2 separate regions of the Sus scrofa genome follow, and region 2 is linked to region 1. A link is a contact called in public Hi-C data. All regions are on one chromosome and are shown on one strand. The core of a region is the stretch at or near the end of the contact, and the rest is flanking DNA. Distances in the headings are between cores, read along the strand shown.

Region 1 (2,731 bases), core at 100-2,599:
CCTATCAGGGTGATATTTAGACTTGAGATTTTTCAAGGAAAACTTGGATTTCCCAAAGCAGTAATATCCTAGCAGGTGGGGGTGGAAATGAGAAAGTGGTATGGTGATAAACTGCAGGAGTTAAGAGGTAGACTGGTCTGTGGATTTCCCACTGGTCCTCTTGACTTAAATGGTATTTTCAGGGGGAGGGGGAAGCTGGTAGTGACAGCCCCAGCCTGGACCTGAAGCTGCAGTGCTGCTAGATGCTTTTCAATGATTTGCTGGACTAGCGTATGTTCTTACTTAATGTAAGGGCACTTTCTTAAGTGGGATCTAAACTAATTGTTTTTTCCAAAAACAATAGCTTCTGCAGATTCTTATTGAGCAGGAGCTATGGAGGAAGTCGTTGCTGCACTCTATAACCCACCTCTTTCCTGTTGAGTAATGCTCTAGAGGCTGGATTTCAGTGGTGACTGGCTTGGTAGACTTTGACTTCAGAGTAGATGATCTCCTCGGTTTTACGAGAGAAAGTGTAGGTAGAGTCAACTTGCTGGCAGGCATAGACGTTCTCTTCCAAAGGTGTTTACTGGACTAACAAGTTAAGGTTAAACATTACTTCCTATCTGATTTCTATTTTAGAAACATTGGCTTCAATTGTTTCAACTGAAGTAAAGGTCATTTGAGGCTATTAAGACAACCAAAAATATATTCCAAATATTATCTACCCAGCCACGGTGCTGGGAGGGGGAGAGGGAGGGTGAGGCTTCCACTGCATCTGGGTGTTTGGGCGTGTTAAGCCCTTTAAAACGTGTTGTGTGGCAATTGAGATGCTTCCTTTTAGAAATGTCTTTTAAGCAGGAGTTCCCATTGTGGCGCAGTGGAAACAATCCAGCTAGCATCCGTGAGGATTCAGGTTCAATCCCTGGCCTTGCTCAGTGGGTCAGGGATCTGGCATTGCCCTGAGCTATGGTGTAGGCCATAGAGCGGCTTGGATCTCACATTGCTAAGGCTATAACATAAGCCAGCAGCTGTAGCTCCAGTTCGACCCCTAGCCTGGGAACTTCCATATGCCTCGGGTGGGGCCCTAAAAAGCAAAGAAAAAAGAAAGAAAGATCTTTTAAGCAATATTTTTATTTTAGGACCGTATATGCGAAATGATCTTATATAGGTATGTATGGTCTATACCTCCATTTTACCTTTAGGTTAATCTTGAGCAAGAGTACATGAACATACACTTGCTAAAGTCAAGCTGAGCATGGCTCAATTAACTGCAGAAGAACAGGGCAGACTGGGTGGGGCAAGCTCTGGAATTCTACTCACTCACTGAGCAAAGTCAGGCATTGGGGCAATAGCTTGAGCTGAAGCAGCTCATAGGAAGCCCAGCCCAGCCCACCAGGTAAAGCATAGAGGATGTGGCAATCGACCCAAAGCACAGTGTGGTACTGTGATCTGCATCGGGGAAAGTGTAAGTGCCCATCAGGAATCTGGGGCAGGATAGCAGGACTGCAAGAGTCTTGTATGTAGCACATGGACCAGCCCCAGCGCCAGGGTAAGCTTCAAGAGCAGCGCTTCCTCCACTTCCTGTGGGGCAATGGCAAGATCAGGGCAGGGCCTCAGGCTTTCAGGGCCTGAGTCTAGTTCTTCAGCACAGGAACTCAGACGTCAGGAGAATGACACGTGGATCCTGTTGTCAGAGGACCGCTCAGGATCCCAGGAACAAAAGCGCTGCATGGAGCCAAGACACAAGGTCACGACTGGCCCAGAGACAGGCATGGCTTGATGCTGAGTGAGTCTCAGAACCTGGAACTGAAGCCACCTTAGGTCCTCCTGTCTCATCAGGACTAGTCCTAGAGTCTACAGCCAGGTGAGGGGGTCAAGTCCCCCAGCTGATGGAGAAGGGGCCTGGCCTGACTCTCACAATGGAAGCAGCCCCATGTGACAACAGACTCAGAAGGTAGCCAGAATGGGTAATTAGAATTCCACACCAGAACCTACCTGGGAGGACAAGGGACAGCCACCAAAGCACTAGCTGCAAAAATGCCCATATGTTCCTTGGGAACTAATTTTCTCAAACTGAAAGTACAGTTTTCCCATTTAAAAATTAGCTATAGTGACAAGTCTGGCCTCCCCTACTAGGAGTCACTATAAGAAGCTCCTCAAGAGTACCAGTTGGAGGGAGTTCACTTCATGGCTCAGTGGTTAAGGAACCCAACTAGCATCCATGAGGACATGGGTTAGATCCCTGGTCTCCCTCAGTGGGTTAAGGATCTGGTGTTACTGGGAGCTGTGGTATAGGTCACAGACGTGGCTCTGACCTGGCATTGCTGTGGCTGTGGTGTAGTCTGGCAGCTGCAGCTCCAATTACACCCCTAGCCTGGGAACCTCCATCTGCCGCAAGTCCTAAAAAAAAAAAAAGAGTACCAATTGGATAGAAGGGAATCACAGAGTGGCCTGTGTTCCCCCTTCTTCCTACCAGAGTAAAAGAGGCTATGATTTATTTATTTTTTTTTTTTTCTTTTTAGGGCCGCACCTGTAGCGTGTGGAAGTTCCCAAGCGAGGGGTCACATTAGAGCTGCAGCTGCCAGCCTATGCCACAGCCACAGCAACGCCAGATCCGACCCACGTCTTCGACCTACACCACAGCTCACAGTAATGCCCAATCCTTAACCCACTGAGCAAGGACAGGGAATCAAACCCACATTCTCATGGATACTAGTCAGATTCATCTCTGCAGAGCCACCACGGGAACTCC
Region 2 (2,843 bases), core at 106-2,605, 55 kb after region 1:
TGTTATATCAGCAGTGGGTTACTGTAGTCCAAAATCACACAAGACTTTCCTGAGAGTGTGTGTACTGTTCTACATGGAAGGGGCTTCACAAAGAAATGTACTTTCTCTCCTTTTTTTCCAAAAAGTTTCCATTTCCAGTAAAATTCTTCCTGACGAATGTGTACAAAGCTGTCTCTAAGTAAGGTAGCTGGGTGGCACAAATCCATGGGCAGCATTCATGATGTCTTCTATGTAAATAGTTCCCCTGCAGGAAAACTCCAGGTGGCCTTGCAAGGTGACAATATTTAGAAGGGCTTATTGCAAAGATGTTTTCCAACAAAGTGCAGAAAAGTCTTGCTTCCTGCAACTTATTTTCCTGCTTAGGTGCAGGTAGGGGACTCAGCCTCTTCTCTGGATCTATACTGCAAGCAAAAGCTCTTACTAGGGGCCAGGCAGCATCCTAAGGGCGATTATAATTTAATTAATGCATTATTCTTATCAGAGTTTTCATGGATGGGGACACTTAGGCCAAGAGAGGTTAGAGGACTCATCCAGGCTCACGCAGCCTATACAGAGCAGAGCTGGGACTTGAATCCTTCTCTGTGGCACTTCCCAAGGGCCCTGACTCCCACCACACACCCCAGATCTGGAAAGCATCAATGGTTCCTGTACACCCTAACTGTTAGCTCTGCTGGAGCAGTGAAAACTATGTCAACTTGGGTGGGGCTCTTCAGAGCCAAAAGGTGGAATTCAGCTGCGGTAGAGGTGGGAGGTTCCTGGGCTGCCATTTCTGCCTTTCTGTCAAATAAAAGAGGGCCAGGTGTGGAGGCATCCTACTGTGAGCTTTGCACAGCTGGACTAAGGCTGGGAAAGAGGAGTGTAGATAGAGATGCTTGCATCTCCTCCCCCTTCCTGGAAAATAACATTGCATTTGAAGGGAGACAGAAAGAGTGAGTAAATCTGTAACTGGGATATGGTGGCCTGGGGATTTCATTTGGTCCTGTGAAGGCAGACACCCCGGCCTCTGTGAATGAGTGTGTGGATTGGGGGGAGAAAACTGAGGATTACATATGATGATTTTTTGGACTTTTTTTTTTTTTTAAGTCATAGCAGCTACCATTTATTGGAAACCTACTATGTGTCAGGCATTATTATTTTTATGTAAAGAAAAAATAGCCTAGTCGTTTGTTTTTTTGCAGGTGCTTTCAGAGCCATACGTTCTACACTGTGGTGAGATTTGGGGAGAGGCGGGGAAGTACGCAGGGACTAGCAGGGGGCGGTCCCCGCCGCGCTAGTCTCCACCTTTTATTTTGACCGGTCCGATGGCGACAGGCTCGCACTAGGACCCAGGCGCCAGAGCGCCTCCGTCCGTCCTGTAGGTTCATTCAATCTCCCATACACACAGACCCACTGCGAGACCGACACACACACACACACACACACACACACGCACACACACACACACACACACTCAAACACACAACTGCACGCAGAAGGCTCGGGAAGTCAGGTCGCCTCTTCGCCTCGGCGCTTTAGTTGCTTCAGCCAGCCGGGTCTCCCCTGGGGCCCGGAGCTCGGCCGAGCCGCGCAGCCCCAAAAGAGGACGAGCTTGGCGGACCCCGGTCCCTCCATGGGCAAACGCGGGCGGCCGCGCAAGGAAGCGCGCTGCGAGGGCGCGGGGCTGGCCCCCGCCGCGCCCCCGGCGGTGGCCGCGCCCCAGCCCCCGGCCCAACCAGAGGAGCCCGCGGGGGCCAAGCTCAGGTGCCCCTTCTCGGACATTTTCAACACCAGCGAGAACTCGATGGAGAAGCACATCAACACTTTTCTGCAAAACGTGCAGATTCTGCTCGAGGCCGCCAGCTACCTGGAGCAGATCGAGAAAGAAAACAAAAGTAAGTTTGGGGGCCCCGGCTCCTCCTCGGCGCCTGGCTCTTTCTTCCTCGCCCACTTGGGCAACCCCTGTCGCCTGCTTGGCCCCCTCCCTCCAACACACACATCCAGCCCTCGGCATTAAAGCCGATGACACCGGAGAAAGGACACGCACGCACAAAGCTGCTAAAGATGTAACAAAGACGAGCGGGGGCGGGGGGGGCTGTCGGTGCGTCTGTCTGTCCGTCTCCTCTAGGCTAGGAGGACCGCTGGGCCGAGGAGCCGGGGGAGTGTTGTTGTTTGCTGACAACTGAGCCGAGAGCTCATCTCTTCGAGGTCGCCTTTCTTCCTTTTTTTTTTTTTTTTTTTTTTTTTTCCGGAGCCTTCTCCGGCAGACAAGTGTTGTTTTTCTGAAGCTCGTTCTTGGGTGGGGTGGGGATTAGAAGCCGAAAGTTGGAAACCATAGGCAGAGCTCAGCGGTTCCAGAAAGAAAACACACAGACACACACGACAACGATAACAACAACAACCAAACAGCCCTCCACAGCGTGGGCTCGGGCTGGCACGGCTCTGCTTCTCCCTCCTGTCTACTTTGCTTTTTCCTCTCCTCTCGCAGCAGGGCTGGGCTCACGCCATCGCGTCCACGGATACAGTCCCCCTGCGCCTCTGTTGCCCTGGGGTGTACCCCCCAAAGAAACAGGCCGGTAAAGCCAGGCAGAGCCAGCAGCTTGCCCCGGACCCGCCATCCTACGCCCGGGAAACTCGACGAGGGGGAGGCAGCTAGAAGGAAACTTTGGGATCTCTCAGGAAACAATAGTTGGGGAAGAAGGTGTGGGCTGCTATGTGCGGTTTCTTTATTTTCCGGGAGACGGCTCCCTAGTGAGCGCGTTGGGCGAGGAAGGCAAGTGCCTTGCTGGTGGATTTCTGCTGTTCCCCCCACCCCCACCCCAGATTCAGGTGGAGAGTGATGTGGGGTGGGGGTGTTGGGAGTTCCA

Evidence for each region. A called contact is a pair of places that touch in the nucleus more often than the background predicts.
Region 2: a contact with region 1 is called in a Hi-C map of fetal liver, with 2.1 times the contacts expected there. The contact joins the promoter of MXI1 here to the enhancer-like site in region 1. A contact is called at or near these places in 2 of 5 promoter capture datasets (fetal liver and liver), 9 of 47 Hi-C or Micro-C datasets (alveolar macrophages, blood, brain and 3 more) and 2 of 2 datasets of contacts at active chromatin or transcription factors (alveolar macrophages and skeletal muscle).

What each region holds. Positions count from the first base shown.
Region 1 is chr14:120,587,557-120,590,287 of Sscrofa11.1, forward strand. No RefSeq gene overlaps it. Among named protein-coding and RNA genes, the nearest start is that of MXI1, 55 kb to the right of the region's middle. Within about 2 kb of position 1,350, at least 12 of the 83 cell types and tissues checked have an H3K27ac peak or open chromatin away from gene starts, as enhancers often do. A contact at or near this core is called in alveolar macrophages and fetal liver, where this site is marked.
Region 2 is chr14:120,642,336-120,645,178 of Sscrofa11.1, forward strand. It overlaps MXI1 (max-interacting protein 1), which reads left to right and starts at 1,356. Exons shown (of 6, transcript XM_003133181.6): 1 at 1,356-1,871. The coding sequence starts at 1,610.